Regions from separate parts of the Xenopus tropicalis genome. Here region 2 is linked to region 1. A link is a contact called in public Hi-C data. All regions are on one chromosome and are shown on one strand. Each heading gives the region's core, a stretch centred on a gene start, on an enhancer-like site or on the middle of the called end of the contact. The rest is flanking DNA. Distances are from core to core; before and after follow the strand shown.

Region 1 (5,300 bases), core at 146-2,645:
TACTAACTTGTAGTAACTTGTAGTATGGGGCCCCATGATTCCTAATGATGGTCCTGAGGGCAACACTGACATAAGGTCCTAATGTCTTAATCTTGTCCCTACCTATTGTTGCTGTCTTGTCTATCGGTCAACAGCCTGTCCCACTGTGTCTTTCCCTACTGTCGCCAACTGTGTGCGCTGGAAGGGTTGAACTTGATGGACTTTGATCTTTTTTCAACCCACCTTGGCTATATAACTATGTAACTTGTACTATGGTTGCATTTGTGTGTTGTTTGCGTCGGTGGAGGTACAAATCCCGCAATTCATTAGGTGTAAGTCAATTTAATGTGTAGGAAATCGGTAGGGCAGCAGATCAGTGGGTTACAGGTAGTGAGTAACAATATTGCCTTTAGGATGGTAGGGGGTTTGGTGGCAAATGGTGTGTTGAGCAGTCTCCTGGGGGTGGTTGTTGGGGGGCCGCATATGTGTGAACTGAGTGAATAGTTGGGGGTGGTCATCTTTGGAGCCAACACTACTCTGGAGTCTGTAAATGGTCCGTTGTGTTTCTCATTGGGTCCAATCAGGTCTGGACTGGGACTTAAAAATAGGCCCTGGCATTTCAAGTACCCAGAAACCCAAACAGCCCCCCCCCACCAGCCCAATAAATAGTGACTGTCTATGGCATCTTACAGCAGCCCCTCTGGCATTTGCCAGAACCCACAGACTGCCAGTCCAGGTCAGATACATGCCTGCATAATGGGCCATGAAGAGCAATCCCATCATTCTAGGACTAAAGTGTTTTGCTGTTATAAAGTTTACAAGTGACTGACCAGCTGACAGAATGAGCCGAGACAGGATTAGGAACGCTGGGATAGAGTTCAACTTGAAAGCGATGCAGCCTCGCAGGCCCACAGATACCCATCTCCTGTGCTAAGGGAGTCTGCCCTTTATATCTCAACAACCAACAAACGTATTGCAATCCTGAGATAAAGCGAGTGTAAGTGGGCTATTTTCAATTAAAGGGGAAGTTAAACTTTTAATCTGGTATAAAAAACATACCATACATATGCACACTGTTTGCACAGGGCTCTGGAAGGGGTCTCGCCTTATAGATCAACATAATTAAAATAGAAGCAGGACATGCTTGTGATAGGATCTGTCCAATCAACAGGGTTGTATATATTACAGAACTACAACTCCCAGAATCAGCTGTAGGGCAGCCAAGCCTAAAGCTTCATATTACAAAGCTTTGTGCCCTATTAAAAGCTTAGAAGGTCCGTTTGTTTAACCTTTCTTAACGGCAGTTTGACCTTGTCAGAAAGCACAAATCACTTGACCGAAGCTGTTCTGGGAGGGAATTAGAGTGGGATTAGCCTGTCTCTGTCTGGGGGGGCAGCAGATTCCTGAATAGAGTGCAGTTCATGTGTGCGCTAATTAGGGGAGTACAATCAGCAGGTTCTGACTCACTAGTGTGTGGGTTGTAGGTATTGCTTGGATTAGGGATCTGCAGCCTCCATCTCCCCAGCCTTTGCTGAACTGCAGGTCACTAGGGTTGGGTAGGAGTGCATTTGCCCTAAGCACTGGCATTTGATGCACTATATGTATGTATGTATAACTTTATTTATAAAGCGCCACAAGGGTACGCAGCATACAATCTTACAATATACACAATTACACACAGGGAGGACAAGTGTTATAATAAATACAATAAATAAGTATAAATACACAGGGAATAAGTGCCATGTGGTATGAGACACTGTAGGAAGGAGGTCCCTGCCCCATAGAGCTTACAGTCTAAGTATATATATTGATATTATCCACAAAAATAATAACCTGTAAATATAAACTGTTCTTATGTCCCTTTAAAATAGGAAACACGTTGCTTTTTGTGCATAATAAGTACATGATAAGTACATAAGAATAAGAGCTGCCACAATGCTTTCCTTGGAACAGATAATGTAATCTCTTTATGCTCATTGGGAGGGCAATAGCAGTGAGAATAGTCATGCTGATGTAATATGGCAGCGCAGAATAACTTGTTAACTGTATTCTAAATATAATGCCATATTATAACTAAAGGCTAACAACTAAATAGGGTTAAGAAGATCTAATAATCATGGGGTTTGGAGATATCCCTTCTGTTTATATGGGTTCCATGATCTCCAGGTTTCACAAAATGGGACAAATAAGGGTCCTACAAGACAGGAGGGGGTGCACAGGTCAGTTTAACACCCAGTTTAATAACCCACAAAATATTGCCATTGTAGCACCCAACCCGTACCCGCATCTTTCCACATTGTATGTGCCTTATGAGAACTTCAGGAGCAGAGAAAGAGTGTACTTACCCATAATGACCCACACCCAACGCAAACCCGAAATGGTCACCCCAATTTCAACCCTAACATGCCATGGTAAACCCATTGGTCAACCCCCATATACAATCAGGGTTATAAATATTGCCCTATACAACCAGCCTTTAAATGGTGTACCATAGTCACCATCAGGGTGTATTCCAATCAGGTGGACAGTGGCAGAGTGGGGCCCCAATAAACACTGTCAATAAGGGGGGGGGATTGCAGGGAAGAAAGCATAGCTTGGGTGGATAAAGGGCCAGTGTTTACATAGTGGGTTGTGGCCAGACTAGATCAAGGTATGACTATGAGGACATGATCATTTTTTTTGTGGGTGCCATGCTACTTTGTTGGCAGGGTCTACTGCCCTGGGGGCCTGAGTTACCGATGGGTTAATAATTGGGGTCCTCCACCATAGTTATTTACTAGCTACTCTTTGCATAGCTATAGCATAATTCAGAATGCAGTTGCAGTGTATTTATACAATGGAATTTGGCTATAGGAGGCATCTGCTTATTGAGTACCTGGCAGTATAATATAGCCATTAATCATATCTTTCATACATTTAAAACAAAACATCACTTTCAAAAGCCAATTCAAAATTTCCAAACTGGATTAAATTGTATAAGCAAAGCCTCTATTGTACATTTCCTGTGGGAACTGATGTTTCAGATACTCAGGTAAGATGTCTGATTGGATAAAGCCTGTGTTTAATAACCTTATCCAGCGATTGCCTTTAATGTGACAGCACACCTAAAAAAACATCAATAAATATTTTCATTTTTCAACGGGAGGCGCGGAATGGAAATGGAAGCGCAGGGCTTTGGGCTTTGGACGCTCAACTTCAAGAGTTTTAGTGGTCAAGGGCACCGCTGAGATAATGCATTCTTCCTATTACGGGCGGCGAAGGCAAAATATGATTCTTATTAGCAGTTACCCAAAGCAGATGTGAGCGCAATATTTATTTATTGGCAAATAGAAAACATAATGCTGAGTGAATAGTTCTGAAAGTAACGCGACAACAGCAACTCCAGTCCTTCCTACACGTCACAACTGGGGAATGAAATCATGTTTCCTTCCTTTTCTTTCTGTTATATCAAAAGCATTCTGATACTCAGCCAATATGTTTTCTACTCACTACAGCTGTCCCGTCGTATATTCATTATTTTATAATAGTTATATGTATTGTATAAACAGTACAAAGTGTAAAGTTAGCATCAATAAAGGCTGACGTCTAATAGCGCTAAATACAGTTTTGTTGCTTTTAGCCCTTGCTTATCTGTTTGCATTGTATATATGTCCTAATAAAAGGTTCGATGTAATGTGATCTTGCAGGAAGTACAGTAAAGGTTGAGCTCTAGCAGGGAGTGCAAAAAGGAAATGCTACGCTCCAGCAGTACAGTAAAGGAGGAACCCTGTTCTAGCTGGAAGTTCTGTAAAGGAAGCACTATGTTCTCACAGGAAGTACAATAAAGTAAGCCATATAGTAAGTATAGTAAAGGCAGCACTATGTTCTTACAGGAAATACAGTAGGGGAAGCCCTACACTCTAGCAGGAAGTACAGTAAAGGGAGTGCTGTGCTCTAACAGGAAGTACAGAAAGAAACTGCTGGGGACAGCTTTAAAGGCTTAGGTATAGTAAAGACAGCACTATGTTCTTACAGGAAATACAGTAGAGGAAGCCCTACGCTCTAGCGGGAAGTACAGTAAAGGGAGCCCTATGCTCTAGCAGGAAGTACAGTAAAGGGAGCCCTATGCTCTAGCAGGAAGTACAGTAAAGGGAGCCCTATGCTCTAGCAGGAAGTACAGTAAAGGGAGTGCTGTGCTCTAACAGGACGTACAGAAAGAAACTGCTGGGGACAGCTTTAAAGGCTTAGGTATAGTAAAGACAGCACTATGTTCTTACAGGAAATACAGTAGGGGAAGCCCTATGCTCTAGCAGGAAGTACAGTAAAGGGAGCCCTATGCTCTAGCAGGAAGTACAGTAAAGGGAGCCCTATGCTCCAGCAGGAAGTACAGTAAAGGGAGCCCTATGCTCCAGCAGGAAGTACAGTAAAGGGAGTGCTGTGCTCTAACAGGACGTACAGAAAGAAACTGCTGGGGACAGCTTTAAAGGCTTAGGTATAGTAAAGACAGCACTATGTTCTTACAGGAAATACAGTAGGGGAAGCCCTATGCTCTAGCAGGAAGTACAGTAAAGGGAGCCCTATGCTCTAGCAGGAAGTACAGTAAAGGGAGCCCTATGCTCTAGCAGGAAGTACAGTAAAGGGAGCCCTATGCTCCAGCAGGAAGTACAGTAAAGGGAGCCCTATGCTCTAGCAGGAAGTACAGTAAAGAGAGCCCTATGCTCCAGCAGGAAGTACAGTAAAGGGAGCCCTATGCTCCAGCAGGAAGTACAGTAAAGGGAGCCCTATGCTCTAGCAGGAAGTACAGTAAAGAGAGCCCTATGCTCCAGCAGGAAGTACAGTAAAGAGAGCCCTATGCTCCAGCAGGAAGTACAGTAAAGGGAGCCCTGTGCTCTAGCAGGAAGTACAGTAAAGGGAGCCCTGTGCTCTAGCAGGAAGTACAGTAAAGGGAGCCCTATGCTCCAGCAGGAAGTACAGTAAAGGGAGCCCTATGCTCTAGCAGGAAGTACAGTAAAGAGAGCCCTATGCTCCAGCAGGAAGTACAGTAAAGGGAGCCCTGTGCTCTAGCAGGAAGTACAGTAAAGGGAGCCCTGTGCTCTAGCAGGAAGTACAGTAAAGGGAGCCCTATGCTCCAGCAGGAAGTACAGTAAAGGGAGCCCTATGCTCTAGCAGGAAGTACAGTAAAGGGAGCCCTATGCTCCAGCAGGAAGTACAGTAAAGGGAGCCCTATGCTCTAGCAGGAAGTACAGTAAAGGGAGCCCTGTGCTCCAGCAGGAAGTACAGTAAAGGGAGCCCTGGCTGTACAATGTTACAGTGCACAAAAGTACACACAGGGTGGAAAAATA
Region 2 (5,012 bases), core at 1,413-3,912, 300 kb before region 1:
GTGCGCTGCCATTTATATCCTATCCCTCGTGGCAGCCATCGTCCCACTAAGCACTAATACCATTACATGAAGCATCAGTGGTAACTGCACACCGGGGAGTCGCTCATGATTAGTAGATGGGAGCTCTGCTATATAAACCAATTGCTACACTTAAAGGCAAGTTAGGCTACAAGACCCGAGGCAGCGGAACAACAGTTATGTCAGACAGTTGTTCTTGATTTCCTCCAATATATAACTAAAGCTGAAGACCCAGGAGGGACAGTGCCTATAGATTTTTCACAGGAGCTCCCCATCTTGAATTGTGTTAGGAGGGTCAGTGGCACTGCACATGCTCAGTGGGCTCTAGGCAGCTGTTGAGAATCTAAGCTTCGAGGTCCTCAAATTATCCAGCTGGAAATAAGGTTTGTCTGTCATATAAGTTGCAGTATACATTCATTAAATATAGGGTTCAAGAGATACTTAACTGGCTATTTTCCTGCAATAACCATTACTGAGGACTGTTCCAATGCAGGGGATCTGCCTATAGAAATGCTAAGTGCAGTTAACTGGAAAATAGCCGGTTGCTTGTCTCCTGAACCCTATATTTTCAGTTAATAATGTATATTGCAAAAGTGTTTTTTTAGTTCAGAGAAAGCAAAACGTACTTTTTTATGAGGAAGGTGAACCACCCCTTTAATTTAAAAGTGTAGTTTATGTCAAATGCAGCATCCTGTAGTACTGATATGATTAACGCCATTGCTGTAATACAGTGTGTATTCACTTCTGCAAGGAGTACAGCAGATGCCCCTAACCCTGGATTAGAGGAGGGCATTATTAATTAAAAACTACAGATTATTGCTGTGGGGCCCACCAGGTTTTTTCCTTGTGTCCCCCTGGCCCAGTCCAACCCTGGCTGGGAACATAACCAAGTAAATTGCTGTGTATTTATTTAATATTATTAGGGACACTGTATATGGACTGCATGGAAGGTGAAGCCTATTTATAAAGTTGCACAAGGTTCGACATTCCAGTGCATAGAATATCACTAGGGCAGTGATCCCCAACCAGTGACTCAGGAGCAACATGTTGCTCCCCAACCCTTTGGAAGTTGCTCCCTGTGGTCTCAAAGCAGGGGCTTAATTTTGAATTTCTGGTTAGGAGGCAAGATTTGGTTGCATAAAAACCCAGTGTAATTGCCAACAGAGCTTCTGTAGGCTGCCATTCAACATAGGGGCTGCCTAATAGCCAATTATAGCTCTTATTGGCACTTCCAGGAACATTTTTTATGCTTGTGTTGCTCTACAAAACTTTTTTCATTTGAATGTGGCTCACAGGTATTAAAGGTTGGGGATCCCTGAACTAGGGGAATGATTAAGGGTCTGCATTTTCATATGTAATGCTGCTAAGTGCAAAATAATGAACCCAGGGCTTAAGGATCCTTCTGGCAGAGTCATATTTGAGGCAAATCACTGACTGGGATTTAGAATTTGTCAGAAATAATTTCAGGGTAAGATAAGAATGGAGACAAGCGTTAGTCAGATAAATGATTGAATAGGCAAAGGCATCAGCAGAAGGAAGCTATCTGGAAAGTTATGGATATTGTGGGAAACAAGGAGAGGCTGCCAGGTAATAATGGGATAAATACAATCAGAGGTGCAACGTTGCTCAAGGTGGAGTCGGCCATAACCTGTAGCTAATTGCAGATTTGTTGCTGTTGGCGACCGCACTTGTGCAATTTAGGATCTGTGATATATTAATCCTTTGTTGTTCCTGGTTTATTGAAAAAAGATGAATTTTTCTTTCTAATAAATCATATTTCACTAAAGAGGCGCCCCTATGGGAACCTCTAGTGGTCTTCCCTGGGGTTGCAGGGCTCATACTTTCTCTTTTCTTAAAGGTCTTCTTTACCTTTGCGGTCACTTTTAGTATGATAAGAGACAATTTGCAGTTGGTCTTTTTTTTCTTCAAATTATCTTAGCAACCAGGGAATGGTTTGCATGAGAGATGGATATATTTATAGGAGAGGTCTTAAATAGTAATATTTAATTAATAATTAAAGACTTATTTATATTATTCATTATTACAGTAGCCCCCACACACAGTGCCCCCAATAGAAAGTGCCCCCATACACAGTACAGGTATTGGACCCATTATCCAGAATGCTTGGGACCTGGGGTTTTCCGGATAAGGGGTCTTTCTGTAATTTGGATCTCCGCACCTTAAGTCTGCTAAAAAATCATTACTAAACACTAGAAGCTCTTTAGGTTTCTGGAGTCCATCTGCTTCACCATTCCATAACATCAGGATTCCTATTAAGCCACCAGATTAGGGAAATGTCCCCCCTACCCCAATATGACAACTCTCCTATTAGTTTAAAATGCGTTTCACTTTCAGTATCTCTCCTCTGTTTCCAGGAACGTGTGTGGACAACATACTGGGCTATTGCAATGACTTGCCGTACAGCAAGACAATGTTTCCCAATGCACTAGATCAGCAGTCAAGAGGCGAGATAGAATTCAGCGCTGAGTACATCCTACTAAGCGTCATTGATAACTTGCTGCAAGGGGAATGCAATCCCGACCTGCGTATTGTGGGTTGCGCCGTCCTTGCACCCCGCTGCGAGAAAAACAAGATGGTGAAGCCATGCCGAAGGGTCTGCGAGACGCTCAAAAAGAATTGTCTCCCTGCTTTCGATGCCATTGACATGGCTTGGCCGTACTTTCTGGACTGCGAACGTTTCTTTGTGGGAGAGGAAGAGGGATGCCATGACCCACTGGAAAAACTGAGAGGTAATTAAGAATGAATGATACAGGCAATCATTTCCCCTTTATATATTCAATCTTTTTTTTTTGCGCTAAATAAATATCAGACATTCAAGTTCTGGAAATCCTAATTCCATTTAATATCCGGAAGCTGAACAGTACAGAGCGTAGGGACTGGCAGGTTATGGTGGATATAAACAATATCAAATAAGGAAAAGTTTCCTTTCTCTTGTTGTCAGTTTGTAAGGAGTCTAAAGTCTCAGCATTGGGGGAGTCCTTTTAGCCCTCAGCTTTAGAACATCTGGAAGATAAGAACAGGGTAAATGAGGCAACAGTTTCAGCAAGAGGCAATGGCCTAAACACATACTGAGACTCAGAACTATTTCCTGCGGCTTGTTATAACCTGTCTGGCTTTAGCCAGGGGCCAGTGTGCTGCAAATACTCAGCAGCTTTGTCACTGGTGCATTAGTTACCTGCTCTGATAACTACACTGTATTCAAAGGGAACTCTCACTATGCTGTTAGGTAATAAGAAACTGTTGCAATCAAAGTACGATTTTTGTACGTTTAAAAAGCACGATACAAAAAAATTGTATCAAATACAATTTTTTTGTATTGTGCTTTTTAAAGCTTAAAAAAGTTGTATTTGAAAATACGAAAAAATGGCTGATTGTTGCCCTTTTCACTTCTCTTTGCACACTCTGTGGGGCATTGTGAATAAATCCCTATGTATTGTAGCAGCACAAGAGATGAACCAACTTAACTTAACCAACAGGCAATTTATATCACATTAAGTACCCTATAAAAGAATCTTACGAACCATAGTATAAATCACAGTAAATATTGCCCTTTCCCTTGAGCCGCCATTTAGTGATGGGCTGTGTGCTCCCTCAGAGATCAGCTGACAGGAAATAATGCAGCTCTAACTGTAACAGGAAGTAGTGTGGGGAATCAAAGATAGAACTTTGTCCTTTCATTGGCTGATGCCGCCTAACATGTATGTGTGCCTTGGTTTATTCAGGGGCATCATAAATCCTATGATTCCAGGGGGCGGCCCTTAGTGCTTAAAATGGCAGTTTTCTATTTAGGATTACCCAATGGCACATACTACTAAAAAAAATGTTTTTATGAAAATGGTTTATTTAGATAAAGCAGGGTTTTACATATGAGCTGTTTTAGGCAATATATTTATAGTATATTTTCCTTTACGCCTCACTTCTAGGTAGAAGTCAAGGACTGATGGGAATGATTAATAAGCTCTGAGTAGCTCTCGGGTAATAATACTCATAAACATGCAGTTTCTCTGACCAAATGCTTTTCCTTGTTTCAGTCAATATAGAAATAACCCCCGAGGATCTCCTCACAGAAACCCCCAGTACCTTCATCCAGTTCATTCACCATAGCTACTCCGACATGGTCCGTGTTTTGAAGAAGACAGCAGCCAGGTGCTCCCAGATCTCAAAGACCTACAGCATTGGGCGCAGTTACGAAGGGAAAGACCTTCTTGCGATTGAGTTTTCAGCTCAACCTGGTCAACATAAAGCTTGTGAGTGACAACTGTATACAATGTAGGACCAAACATTTTTTGGGGGGGTTTTGGTTGCAGCAACTGTCAAGTCTTAGGGTGAAGACACACTGGGCTACTAGTAGCAGCTACTTTTTCAAGGCTACTAAACTCCAGAAAATACCCTGCCATAGACAATACTGAGAATTGCCTCTGCTAAAACACATGTAGAGACAATTATCAGTAAATGATCAGCACTGTCTTTTTTAGTAGCCATGAAAAAGTAGCTGCTACTAGTAGCTCCATGTGTCTTCAGCCTTACAAAGAAGTTGGACTTGGGGGCTGTGGAGTCATGATGAATGATTTGAAAAGCAGGGAAAGCATCCCTCTGTAATATCATAGGGCAGTTTGCCATAGTCACATAATATCCCCCCACTTACCAATGCTCAACACTGGGAAATTGCTATAGCGCAGTTCCTTGTTGGTGACAAGTGTCCATGTAACTATTTACACTCTCAGAAAGTTACTTAAATAAATGATTCCATTAAATCAGTGGTCTCTAAACTGAGGAACAGACCCTCTGGGGGGGGGCGGGGGCAGTTATTGAGGGGGCCCAATCTAAAGGCCAGTTAGCGTGACATTTGGAGAGACTGCCTTGCAGCCCTCCTAGCTATTCTTAACTCTAGTCCAACAATATCTCTATGGCTGTTTGTTTTTTATCTGTGCAGTTGTCAGTAGGGTTCCTGCAGGTACTCACACATTTATGAG

The links. A called contact is a pair of places that touch in the nucleus more often than the background predicts.
Region 2: a contact with region 1 is called in a Hi-C map of neurula embryo, with 2.5 times the contacts expected there. The contact joins the promoter of cpz here to the enhancer-like site in region 1. A contact is called at or near these places in 4 of 5 Hi-C or Micro-C datasets (brain, gastrula embryo, neurula embryo and 1 more).

What each region holds. Positions count from the first base shown.
Region 1 is chr1:23,519,171-23,524,470 of UCB_Xtro_10.0, reverse strand. No RefSeq gene overlaps it. Among named protein-coding and RNA genes, the nearest start is that of hmx1, 29 kb to the left of the region's middle. Within about 2 kb of position 1,395, at least 1 of the 11 cell types and tissues checked has an H3K27ac peak or open chromatin away from gene starts, as enhancers often do. A contact at or near this core is called in neurula embryo, where this site is marked.
Region 2 is chr1:23,816,478-23,821,489 of UCB_Xtro_10.0, reverse strand. cpz (carboxypeptidase Z) reads left to right here and starts at 2,662. Exons shown (of 9, transcript NM_001130361.1): 1 at 2,662-2,768; 2 at 4,071-4,286. The coding sequence starts at 2,684.